Linked DNA regions of Mus musculus: region 2 is linked to region 1. A link is a contact called in public HiChIP or PLAC-seq data. All regions are on one chromosome and are shown on one strand. The core of a region is the stretch at or near the end of the contact, and the rest is flanking DNA. Distances in the headings are between cores, read along the strand shown. Region 1 holds the start of Arhgap23 (Rho GTPase activating protein 23). Region 2 holds the start of 2410003L11Rik (RIKEN cDNA 2410003L11 gene).

What was found. HiChIP or PLAC-seq counts read pairs in DNA pulled down with a chosen protein or histone mark.
Region 2: a contact with region 1 is called in an H3K27ac HiChIP or PLAC-seq map of embryonic stem cells, with 5 read pairs. The contact joins the promoter of 2410003L11Rik here to the promoter of Arhgap23 in region 1. A contact is called at or near these places in 1 of 39 promoter capture datasets (macrophages), 2 of 484 Hi-C or Micro-C datasets (bone marrow-derived macrophages and embryonic stem cells), 5 of 115 datasets of contacts at active chromatin or transcription factors (embryonic basal ganglia, embryonic hindbrain, embryonic midbrain and 2 more) and 2 of 9 other capture datasets (liver and macrophages).

What each region holds. Positions count from the first base shown.
Region 1 is chr11:97,448,549-97,454,602 of GRCm38.p6, reverse strand. It overlaps Arhgap23 (Rho GTPase activating protein 23), which reads right to left and starts at 4,443. Exons shown (of 19, transcript NM_021493.2): 1 at 4,238-4,443; 2 at 2,059-3,211; 3 at 583-738; 4 at 278-389; 5 at 100-157. The coding sequence starts at 3,076.
Region 2 is chr11:97,593,970-97,600,092 of GRCm38.p6, reverse strand. 2410003L11Rik (RIKEN cDNA 2410003L11 gene) reads right to left here and starts at 1,582. Exons shown (of 4, transcript NR_045496.1): 1 at 1,426-1,582.

The DNA.
Region 1 (6,054 bases), core at 3,194-5,693:
ACACATATACAGACAGACAGACACATGCGCATGTGCGGGTGCACACACACACACACACACACACACACACACACACACACACACGCTATGCCGGCTCACCCCGTCCGTGAAGAAGCTCCGCAGCACTCGTAGGCTGGGCACCCGGCTGGGAAGGCGCCTGGAGAGCAAGGACTGAAGGTGAGGGCTGTGCATGGCCCAGATTCTCATCCTCCACCCAAACCCATGGCTCAACCCAGAGAGCAGAAATCACCCCACCCCCGTGCAGACATGGGCTTACCGGAGCACTCGGCCCTCATCCCGGAAGGTGTTCAGTCCATCGTCACAGGACTTGGAGCGCTCCGTGGTGATGGCCAGCAGGTAGGAGGAACGGCGGCCTGCCTTGATGCTGCCTGAAAAGGTACCCACAGGCGGCCACAGGGTTAGTGAAGAGCAGGTTGGTGGGTACCCTAGGAGCCCTCCCTTCCAGTCATCAATGGGCTCTCCCATGGGGCCCCAGAAGAAGCAAACAGACATTGGGAAAAAGACCCACGGGAAAAAGACCAGATAGCAGAGGAGGGAGCAACACAGGCTGGAGACACTCACTGCAGTCCTGGGAGTAATGGCGGCTGAGGGCAAAAGTGAAGGTTGGCGAGGATGGGCTAGTTCCCAGGACAGGGGCTGAGTTCATGGCACTGGAGACCACTGCGGAGGCAGGGACATGCTTGGCCTGAAGGTCAATGCTGGGGCTGGTGGGCTCGTCTGGCAGCAGAGGAAGGAAGATGTGAAGAACACAGGCCAGGCTTGCCGGATACCCCAGGCCCACAGGCTCCAGGCGGCACTTACTGCAAACCCCTAAACTCTCCCTCACTGGGGAATTTCGCCCACCAGAGCATGGTCAAGGAGTGTCTCCTTTTAGCAGGTGCTGAGTCTCCCATTGCATCAAGGGCACTGAGCCACGCTCCTTGGAGTGGGCTCCTAAAACACAAGGCAGTATTCTATCGGATTGTCGACATTGGGGCACAAGCTCTTTGTCTTCATATTAGATTGGCACACCTTGACAAGAGGCTCAGCTGGGACTTGTTGGCCATGGCTGGACCCCCGACCCAGGTTGGAGATGACATCCTACCGTCCTTGCTACGCTTCTTCTTAGTTCCCAGGCCACTCAGCTACAAACCCACCAGGCCCAGGACTTGGGCCCAATAGCACCATCTTCCGTTCCAGGCTTTCGCCACAGCCCATAGACTCAGAGCCTGGCCTGGCTTGTCTCCTCACACCCCTAACCCTTTTCTTGTTCTTTCTGCACCCCCATCCCCAACATGGAGATGAGGCACCACTCTGGCAAGCCAAAAAGCTGGAGATCGCCTCACCTCTCTGCCTTCTTGCCTCTCCCCACTCTATGGGCTGCCCTCACAGCCTCGCTTAGCCTTGGACAAGAAAGGATCACATGGCCTGGAAGTGCATTTGGCTCCTCCTACCTCAAGCTCTACATAGTTCTGTCTTTCTCTTTGAATACTATTCCTCAGACCACCTCAAATCCTTAGCCAAATGTTTTTCCAATATTTTTCCAGTGCTGACCACACCCATCCAGGCCACAGAGCCCTTCCCCATCCACAGAGGCTGTCTGTCCTGTGTGCTTTCTGTCTGGGCAGCCATCCACCAGGTAAGCCTGAAGCTTACATAGTAGCTGATGTAAATATCTGTTGGAGGAATGTAGGAGAGATGGAAAAAAAAACAAAGAACGAAAGACACAAAGAAATGGTAAAAGAGTGAGCAGGAGAAAGGAGGGAAAGATGGGAGCTAAGAATGGATAGATGGACAGAGTGAAGGACAGAGAGAAGGAAGGATGCAGGAGGAAAGGAGGAGGAGAGGGAGGGAGGGAGACGAAGAAGCGTGGACGGAAAGATGGCTACAAGAATGAAGGAATGGAAAACAGGAGGAAAGAAGCAATTATTGAGGAATGGACAAATGGACGAACAGATAGAGACAGAACCCAGATGCCCCTATTGGCACATGGCGCAGACTCTGGCACAGTAGACAGGGAGATGGGACCCTTAGCCAGCCACTTGTAACACCACTCACCAATAAAGGGAATAGAAGCCAGCGAGTCTTCCGTAGTGGCCAGAGGGGCTACCTTCCTCCCCAGGCGTTCCCCTCTGGCCTCGGGTTCTGGGGACTCATCACCAAATCCAAGGTTCATCTGCCTTGCTGGGGTCAGCTGGACCTTGCGACCCGTTGGAGGCTTCTGCCTCAGGACCACCTCATCACGATGATCCTCTGCGGGAGGCTCTAGGGCTCGGGTGCTAGGATCTGGCCGGACGACCCTAGGTGGTTCGGAGGCCTCTGGTGGGAATGATGCAGGAGACTGGGCCAAGCTGAAGGTGGGAAGTCCCCCAAAGGGTGAGTCCCGGAAGGAGAGGGCGTGCAAGAGACCAGTCCGGCGCTGGAATGATGGGCTATAGCTCCGATATCCAATGTACCCGATGTCATCCAGGCCCTGCAGGCCAGATGGGGGAGGGGCCTGGGTCAAGTCCCGAGAAGGGCAAGCAGAGGTGCGGGCAGATGGGCGCTGGGAAGCCCAACCACAGCGTTCAAGACGAGGGGACACCAGTGCTCCTGGACCCAGTGCTTCAGCAGAGCGGGTAGCCCGGCTCAGGTAATCGTCTGAGCGAGCTCGGTGCCAACCCTCCTGGCCCAGCTGGCTCAAGGCATCCTGGGAGGTGGAGCAGGGCCATGGGTGGTGGGTAGTCACATCCTCCAACCGGTCCTGGGAGGCACTGCGGGCCCGGGGTGGCATGGCTGGGCACCGTCTCTCCCCCGCTCTGCGGGGTATCTGATTGGACAGCCAGTGTGACAGAGCCTGCTGGCACTCCAGTCTGCTGGGAAGCACCCGGCTGCCAGGCTCTGGGAAGGCACGGGGTGTCCGGGACTCTGAAGGGAGGTGGGGAAAGGCACCAGGGCTTGGGCGGGGCTGGCTCATCCCCAAGGAAGAGTTGTCCAGGTGGGCACGGGTGGCAGATGGGACACGGGACCCTGGGTCACTCCAGGCAGCAGGACTCCGGGGATCTGGGGGTAGTGCTGAGATGGGCTCAGGCACCATAGTAGCCCAGGCAGGGGCCCTGGTTGGTGGAGCATAGGTCTTCCGTGGGTAGCAGAGTGGAGGTGGTTCTGGGATGCTGCGGGCCTCTCCAGAATACGGCTCGTTGCCCTTTAGGTAGGCATCCTGGGAGTAGGCCTGGCCGGAAACACAGAGGCATAAAAGCATGAGCAGACCGGACTCAGATGACAGGCATCAGCCCTAGGGTACCCAGGTTCTCACAAGGAAATGCAAGGGAGCTGATTAAGTAGGGGCATCCTGAATGGATGAGGGTGTGCTCCAAGGAGAGTCCTGAGGGAGGACAAAGAGATAAGATTCATTCTCTCTCTCTCTCTCTCTCTCTCTCTCAAAATAGCCAGATTTCTGTAAGACTTTTAAAACAAGGACAGCCTTTAGCCACAAACATTCCAACATCTGTTTGCTAGGGCCCTCCCCCATCCTGCCCTCCTCCACCCTGCCCTCCCCTGCCTACAGTTCCTTTATGTCCAATGATGCCCACAGCTCCTGGCTGCAGTTCAGTGGGGGCAATGGGCAGAAATCTGTCAAGGTGGTTAGAGGACCTTAGAAAGCTGGCTACGGAGTGGGTGTGTCCAAGGAGGGGTGGTCTGAGGGTAGGCGGAGGCTGGAAGAGGCCAAGGTCCCTTCACTATAGGGTGATGTGAGCTGGGGCCCAGGGCCTGTACTCTGTGGTGAAGAACATGACCACTTCTTGCCCCCCCAGAGACCAGTTTAAAGGAGGGGCTGGACAAGCTAAGGGGCCTTGGGCCACCTCCTGCCACCCCAGGCCTGGAATTTGGCACTGGCTGCTGAAGCTGACGCTGCATTGCTGAGGAGTGACAGGGCTGGTGCCCAGGCTCAGCCAAAAAAGGAGGCACCCCACCCCCGGACAGCAGCCTTGTGGCTCTTGCCGAGCCTAGTGCTGGCTGAGCTGAGGGGGCCTGTTTCAGCAAAGGGTGAAGGGTGAGCCCAGACACACACACATACTACATCACATCACAGAGAAACGGCAAGATACACACCCCGAAAGACACTGCACACACAATGAGACACACAAAAAACTACCCCTCCAGTCCCAAACACAAACATCATGTGACAAGGACCAGCTAACCACACCCCCGCACCCTCGGCCCCTCCAGCCTGGCATCCTGGGCCAGCGACACATACCTCCTCCTCCTGCCATCCTGCTGGCTCCTGGAGCTCCCAGCATCACAGTGGCGGAGACAGCATTCCGCCAGCCTGTGACTGCTGCCCAGCTACCTCTCACTAGGGCCCCTGCACAGCTGATTTAAGTCCCTTAGTCCCCTTAGCCAGCCCTCCCTGAAGCTTCCCCTCTCCCCCACCCGGCTCTCTTCGGCTGCCTGGCGGTAGGAGGAGGGAGGATGGGTGTGGAGGGGACTTGCCGCGTCGGTGGTGGCGTCAGCAGCTGCCGCCACCCGATTGGCCTCCAGCCTTGGCTCCCAACCACAGGAATGCCTGGGCCCCACCCTCTGGCTGACTGGAGATGGCGGGTCGTGGGAGCTCCCAGATGTTGACATCTGGGGATGCCAGCCTACTTGGGTCTAGGTCTGGCAGAGTTCAAGGCTGCTGCCCTTGCTGCCCCTTGCCCCTGACAGCTGGACTGAGGCAGGGTGCCATGCCCTGTTCCTCTCTCATAACTGGAGCACAGGCAGCTCTTTAAGACTCTGGGTGAGCCGTGCACCTCTCTGAGCCTCCATTCTTTCCCTCTCAACTCCAGGAAGTGCAAGGGGACAACTGAGGTCAGGAATGGAGGTTCCCCGGGGAGGCATCATGCCAAGTGTGGCCCTGTCATTACAGTGACACAGCCAAAGCCAGCACAGCAGCTCCGAGCCTCTGGGCTTGGCCCTTAGCCATCCTCTGAGGGGCAGTGACCGAAGAGGCAAGCAAGCTGGCATCTGAGTTGGAGCCAAGAGACCAAGAACAGGGCACTAGGCAAGGGGGACTGTTTCAGGCTCCAGACACAAGGCTCTGGGCTTGCTTCACACAACACATGTGGGGCAGGCCTTTGGGTAGCACCCTCCCAAAGGGTTTTATGTTCTCGGTGTGCTGAGACACTGGTTGTGACAAGTTCAGACTTTGTATCTCACGTGGATGAATTTGGGATTCTATGATATCACTAAGCATAGATGCCTGAAAGGGGCTGTGGCATGCGGTGACATTTGTGGGCAGCATTGCGATAACACACCAGTGTATGCTTATGTCACAACAGCACAGAATCCAGATGTGTACAGAGTTTGTGCTACAAGACAGAGGTGCAAGTGAGGCTGCTGTGAGGTCCCACTGTGTGCTACCTGGGTACTGCGGTACACTGGCACAGAGACAGGGAGAGGCTCTGTGAGTCCTGCCCGGCAATGCTGTGTCTTCTATGGAGCTGAGTTGTACAGGGCTATGCAGGATTGAGCGTCCTGATATGTACCAAGTGGTACCTCTGGCCGTGGGATGTGTTGAAGGGTGGTGTTTGGAGTTCGAATCTATGGACACACCTCTAGAGCCATGTTCCCTCAGGCCAAGTGAGGAGGGGGTACAGGGAACAGGCATCTCTCACAGGAGCAAACAAGAACATGCCAAGCTGGCAGGGCCCGCTGGGCCACCCTCTTTTCAGATACCCTGGCAGGAATCCTGCTTACCAAGGCCAGCACCTCCTCTCTCTCTCCTCCTCTCTCTCTCTAGCACAGAGCAGGCTCAAGTGAAGCAAGAAGCAGCCCCGGCCCAGGGATGGGCCTGGAAGCACCAGTTGAGCAATGCTGGGCTGTTTCCTTCTCTTTTCTCCCACAGGGGCCCTCCATGCAGACAGAAGGACTCACCAGCTGGAGGATGTCCTCGTCCTTGGGCATGATAGAGAGCTCCAGGGTGTCGTCACTGCAGAGACAGGGAGAGGGTCAAGCAGAGGCAACAGGACAGTGTCTGGGGAGAGGGATCCGGTTGCAGGGCCCAGGTTGGGGGGAAAGGAGTCTGGGTGCCTG
Region 2 (6,123 bases), core at 333-2,832, 150 kb before region 1:
TGCTAAGATTACAGACACATGCTACCAAGTCCAACCTTCATATACATTTATAGTTAAGCTGGTTGAGGTGGCTCCAGCCAATAATTGTACTAATTGGGAAGATGAGGCAGGAGGATTACCATGGGTTTAAGACCAGTCTAATCTACATTGTGAATTCCGGGCCAGTCTAGGCTGTAATTTGAGAACCAATTTCAAAAACAAGCAAAATGAAGGGAGTGGTGGACATCTTTAACCCCTGAACTTGAGAGGCAGAGGCAGGTGGGTCTCTACAGATCAGCATAGTTTACGAGAGGCAGAGGCAGGTCGGTCTCTACAGATCAGCATAGTTTACACACTGAGTTGTAGACTAGCCAGGGATACGTAGTTGTAACCCGAAGGCTTTTCCATGTACGCCCCAGTTGCCGAACAATGACATGGAGGCTTATTTTCTTCTTCTTCTTTTTTTGTTTGGTTGTTTGTTTTTTGAGACAGGGTTTCTCTGTGCAGCCCTGGCTGTCCTGGAACTCACCCTGTAGACCAGGCTGGTCTCGAATTCAGAAATCTGCCTGCCTCTGCCTCCCAAGTGCTGGGATTAAAGGCGTGTGCCACCACTGCCCGGCTGGAGGCTTATTTTCATTTACGATGATTATGGCCTTAGTTTAGGCTTGCTCCCCAACTAGCTCTTAAATTAACTCATTTATACTAAGTTCGGCCACATGGTTGGTTTCCTCTCCTTGCATCATAAGCCTGACTTCCTTCTTGGTGGCGGGTCTTCCGGTACTTGACTTTCCCAGAGTTCCTCTCTCTGCGCTGGATGACCCACCCTCTCTATTCTACCTTCTCCTATAGGCCATAGGCTTTTTATTTTGACCAATCAGAAGGTGCCTTAGGCAGGCAAGGAAGGACAGAGACACATCTTCACACAATGTACAAAAATATCACTCTAACACAGTGAGACCCCGTTTAAAACAAGAGAAAACAACACCCAAATGCCAGCGGAATGACACAGTCAATGAAGTGCTTGCCTTACAAGTCTGAAGCCCGTTAGTTTCCCCAACCCCCGGCAGAACACGAGCAAGATGGCGTGCACGTCCAGTCTCCGCCCCATGTAGCTTCCAGCTAGCTTAGCCCACTTGGGGACACTCCAGGCTTGTGAGACTGTTTCAAACAAACAAAAAAGCAGAAAAGTGTATAATCATATCGTCCAAGGTTATCCTCTGACCTCCGCACATGTGCATTAACATACCTGCACAGATATGCACACAACCCATGTGCAAATAAGCATATACACAAAAATAAAAACAAACGACGCCCCAAGAGAGGGGTCAGCAAGTGAAGACTCTTGCCACCAAGCCAGAGGACCCTAGTTTGGGATCGCCAGGAAGTGTCTTAGCTAACTACTATTCTGTCGCATCGAGACCAAACGCCATGACTACGGTAACTTACGTAAGAAAGCATTTAGTCTGGGGCTCATGATTCCGGAGGGCAGCAGAGTTCATGACCATCGTCTGGAGAAGCATGGAAACAGGCAAGCATGGCTCTAGAGCAGGAGCTGAGAACTTATGTTGAGACAGCAGCCATCAAGGAGACAAGACAGCTAACTGGGTGGGAAAGGCTCTGGGTTTTGAAATCTCAAAGCCAGCTGCCAATGACCCACCTCCTACAGCAAGGCCACACCTCCTAATCCCTCCCAGAAGTCAGCCCAAACTCAGACAAAGCATTCAAATATATGAATCCATGAGGACCCTTCTCACTCAAACCACCACAGGAGAGAACTGCCTTTTCAAGTCCTCTGACCTCTATGCACACACACACACACACACACACACACACACACACACACACACACGGAGTTGGAGAGATGGCTCAGCGGTTTAGAGCACGGACTGCTCTTCCAGAGGTCTTGAGTTCAATTTCCAGCAACCACATGGTGGCTCCCAACCATCTGTAAGAGGGATCTGATGCCCTCTCCTGGTGTGTCTGAAGACAGCAGTGGTGCACCCGTATACATAAAATAAACGCACACACAAAGTATAAATAAATACATAAATAAAAAACAGCAGCACTCAAGAAGGTATGTGCACACACAATAAATAAATGTATTTTTAAAAAGGAACAGAAAATAATTAAATTTATTTTGATATTATTATTATTACTATTTTGGCTCTTTGGTTTTTCATGACAGAATTCTTTGTGTAACTGTCCTGAAACTCACTTTGTAGATCAGTCTGGCCTCAAAATCACATATTCTCATGCCTCTGACTCCTGAGTGCTGGAATTAAAGACATGTGCTATGCTACCATGCTGACTTTATTTTTATTTAAATTGTATGTATGTATGTATGTATGTATGTATGTATGTATGTATGTATGTATGTATATAGACAGCCTTCTTCTGTGTAGCCCTGACTGTCTTGGAACTATAGACCAGGCTGGCCCCAAACTCACAGGGATCGACCTTCCTCTGCCTCCTGAGTATGTAAGCCAATAAGAATTCGACTTTTGACTTGGCAGAGGCAGGCGAATTTCTGAGTTCGAGGCCAGCCTGGTCTACAGAGTGAGTTCCAGGACAGCCAGGGCTACACAGAGAAACCCTGTCTCAAAAAAAAAAAAAAAAAAAAAAAAAGAATTCGACTTTTGATCTGCAAAATGGTTTTCTAGGATGGTTATTGGTGTTGATTCAGCTTATGAAAAATTAGGGGCAGAACTAATATAATTTTTGTTACTTTTTGATATAGGGTCTTGTGTAAGAATGGTACTGTATGCCTGTGTACTAGGGCTACCTTCTTTTTTTTTTTTTTTTTTTTTTTTAGAAATATATTAATTTATTTAAGATTAGGAGACATCTCTTTTTTCATTAATTTCTTTATTCACTTTACATCCCAAACACAGCCCCTCCTCCAATTCCACCTTCAATTTCCTCTCCCTATTATCCCCTCCCTTTCTCCTCAGAGAGGGGGAGCCCCCCTTGGGTACCAACAGGCCCTAGGACATCTAATCCCAGCAGGAGGAAAAGCCTCCCATTGAGGCCCCACCAGGCAGTCCAGCATGGGGAAGGGGATCCAATGGCAGGCCACAGAATGAACCGCAGGCTCTGCTCCAATTGTTAGGGGATCCACATGAAGACCAAGCTGCACATCTGCTACAAATATAGGGCCACTGCATGCTCTTTGGTTCGTGGTTCAGCCCCTGTGAGCCCCTGTGGGCTCGCCCAGGTTAGTTGACTCTAGATCTTCTTGTGGTATCCTTGAACAGGCATCATTTTGTTTGTTTGTTTTTGAGACAGGGTTTCTCTGTGTAGCCCTGGCTGACCTGGAACTCACCAAGCTGTTCTTGAACTCAGAAATCTGCCTGCCTCTGCCTCCCAAGAGCTGAGATCAAAGGTATGTGCCACCACTGCCCCGGTGAAGATCTTTTAAAAGAGATTTTTTTTTTGAAATTTTATTTATTTCTATGTGTATGAGTGTCTGTCCCTCATGTATGCAGTGCCTATGGAGGCCAGAAGAGTGCATTTTGGAACTGTAGTTAACAGATTGTTGTGAGCCTCCATGGGCTTGTTGGGAATAAAGCTTAGGTCCCCTGGAAGAACAGACAGTGTTCTTAACCGTTGAGCCGTCTCACCAGTCCCTTTTCCTAAGATTTAATTTTATTCTTAGTTCTGTGTCTATGTGTAGATATGAGCATGTGAATGCAGAGACCGTGGGAGACAGAAGGCAGTGACTTCCTGGAGCTGGAGTTACAGACAGTTGTGAATAGCCTCATGTGAGTCCTGAGAACTGAACTTGGGTCCTCTGGCAGAGCAGCACATGCTCTTAACTGCTGAGCCATCTTTCCAGCCATCTTGAGTCAGAAGTCCAACGCTACGGCTTTATAGAGGAGCAGAGCCATCGCACACAAGGGGCAGGGAATCGCAATGATTTGATCAATCAGGGACTTCGAGGCAATAAGAGAAGAGTGGGCTCTCTCCTCTCTGCCTCTGTTACCCTCTTAACTCCCCTCCCCATGCCCTGAATAAACTCTATTCTATACTATATAAAAAAATAAATAAATAAGAGAAGAGTAGAGACGGGTGAGCTGGGGAGCATCTCTGCGGCTGTGGATAGGATGCTGAGGAAGACTGGGGGAGGAATATTTGAGTCCAAGGCACAGAGCACAGCTAAAGACATCAGGCCAGTGGTGACATCTCAATTAGAACGAGGCTGGAGAGAATGGTCAACAGACACTGGGGGTTTACTTGGAAGTTTCCCAGGATGCACTGAGAACCAGATGAGAGGCCAGTGAACAGAATTACCAGTGAGGATGAGGGGAAGAAAAGAATGGGCAGGATTCTAGAAGCAGCAGCTGGAGAGAGGCCTGGTGTTCCCCACCCCCTTCTTCTCCTTCCTGGCTGTCTGGAACTTGCTCTTTAGACCAAGCTGGCCTCAGACTTGGAGATCTACCTGCCTCTGCCTCCAGAGAGTTGGGGTTAAAGGCGTGCACCACTACTACCCAGCCTGATGTCACTTCTTCACCCTGAGGTTGGAGGAGAGATACATCAGGAAGCCACCCCTAGAAGGGAAGATGGGACAGCAGCACCCAAGGGGAGCTGCAAGGCCACAGGGCGATGTTCTCCTCAGTTCTTTTTTTAATTAATTAATTAATTAATTAATTAATTAATTAATTAATTTAATGTATGTGAGTACACTGTAGCTGTACAGATGGTTGTAAGCCTTCATGTGGTTGTTGGGAGTTGAATTTTTAGGACCTCTGCTCACTCTGGTTGGCCCCGCTCGCTCCAGTCAACTCTGCTCACTCAGTCCCTGCTTGCTCCGGCCCAAAGATTTATTTATTATTATACATAAGTACACTGTAGCTGACTTCAGACACACCAGAAGAGGGCGGCAGATCTCATTACGGGTGGTTGTGAGCCACCGTGTGGTTGCTGGGATTTGAACTCAGGACCTCTGGAAGAGCAGTCAGTGCTCTTACCAGCTGAGCCATCTCTCCAGCCCCTCTCCTCAGTTCTAGGAGCCCTTCCTCTTCCTCTGGATAAACTTGGGCAGTGGAGTGTAGCAATGACCTCACTGCTCACAGACAAAAGTGTCCCCTGAACATCATGTGTCTACAACCTCCATGGAGACGCATCAAGTACGGTTCTGTATGGAAGTGGGGAGCTACCCATTGTCTGTGAAAGGAGCAGTCCAAGTAGGGGGAAGGGGACCCAGTGGCAGAGAACAGAGACTAATACAGCCCCTGCTCCACTTTCTAGGGGAGCCACTTGAAGACCAAGTTGTATATCTGCTACAAACGTGTAGGTAGGGGGTTCCGTATCTCCACTCCTGGTCCAGCCTCTCTGGTCCCATCTTAGCACCTGATTCAGGAAAGCAGAGGCTCAGCCTGTTTTGCCTCTTGCATCCCAGCACCAACAAAATGGTCCTGCTCCTAGTTGTTGCTCAGCGAATACTTGTCGAATGTTAAACCAATGGCAAGCTGTAAATGCATTTTAGAAAATGGCTGTTTTTCCTCTATCCCAGCTAGTTCCCAAATAAATGAGACTGAGACTACAAGATGTATTCGTTAGCTTTAAAGCACAGTAGCTGGGCAGTCACTGTTCTATTCTAATCCTCTAAGCTCATCTGGCTACTTCTCAGACAAAATCCTCGAGATACCTGCATTTTAGTATTGGTTTGGCTCTCTGGGCTTCAAGTGTATTTCCATGACGTCTGTCTCTCCAGTCCTTCCTTGTAGGATTCCCTGCTTCCTCCTCTTTCCCCTTCCCGGGGCTGGTGGAAGTCCAGCCCTATTCGCTCTTCTGCCCAGCCATTGGCTGATCAGTTTTTATTGACAAGTCATAGAATAAATAGGGAGCAATGTTTACACAAACTTGAAACAGAGTTACTTGGAATAAACACTATAATACTGTGTCCGATTACACGGGATGTGGGGGCAGAGAAATCAGCATTTGAATAAGACAATGATAATCTTTACAGAGTGCACAAAAACCTTATGCCTAAAGCAAGCAGGTTTTCTCTGTGTGTTCTCACCCCATCTCTCCAGACTCATTTTATGGAAAGATAAGAAATCAGCTGGGTGGTGGTGGTACACACTTTTAATCCCAGCACTCAGGAGATCGGAGATCGGGGCAGGTGGGTCTCTGAGTTTGAGG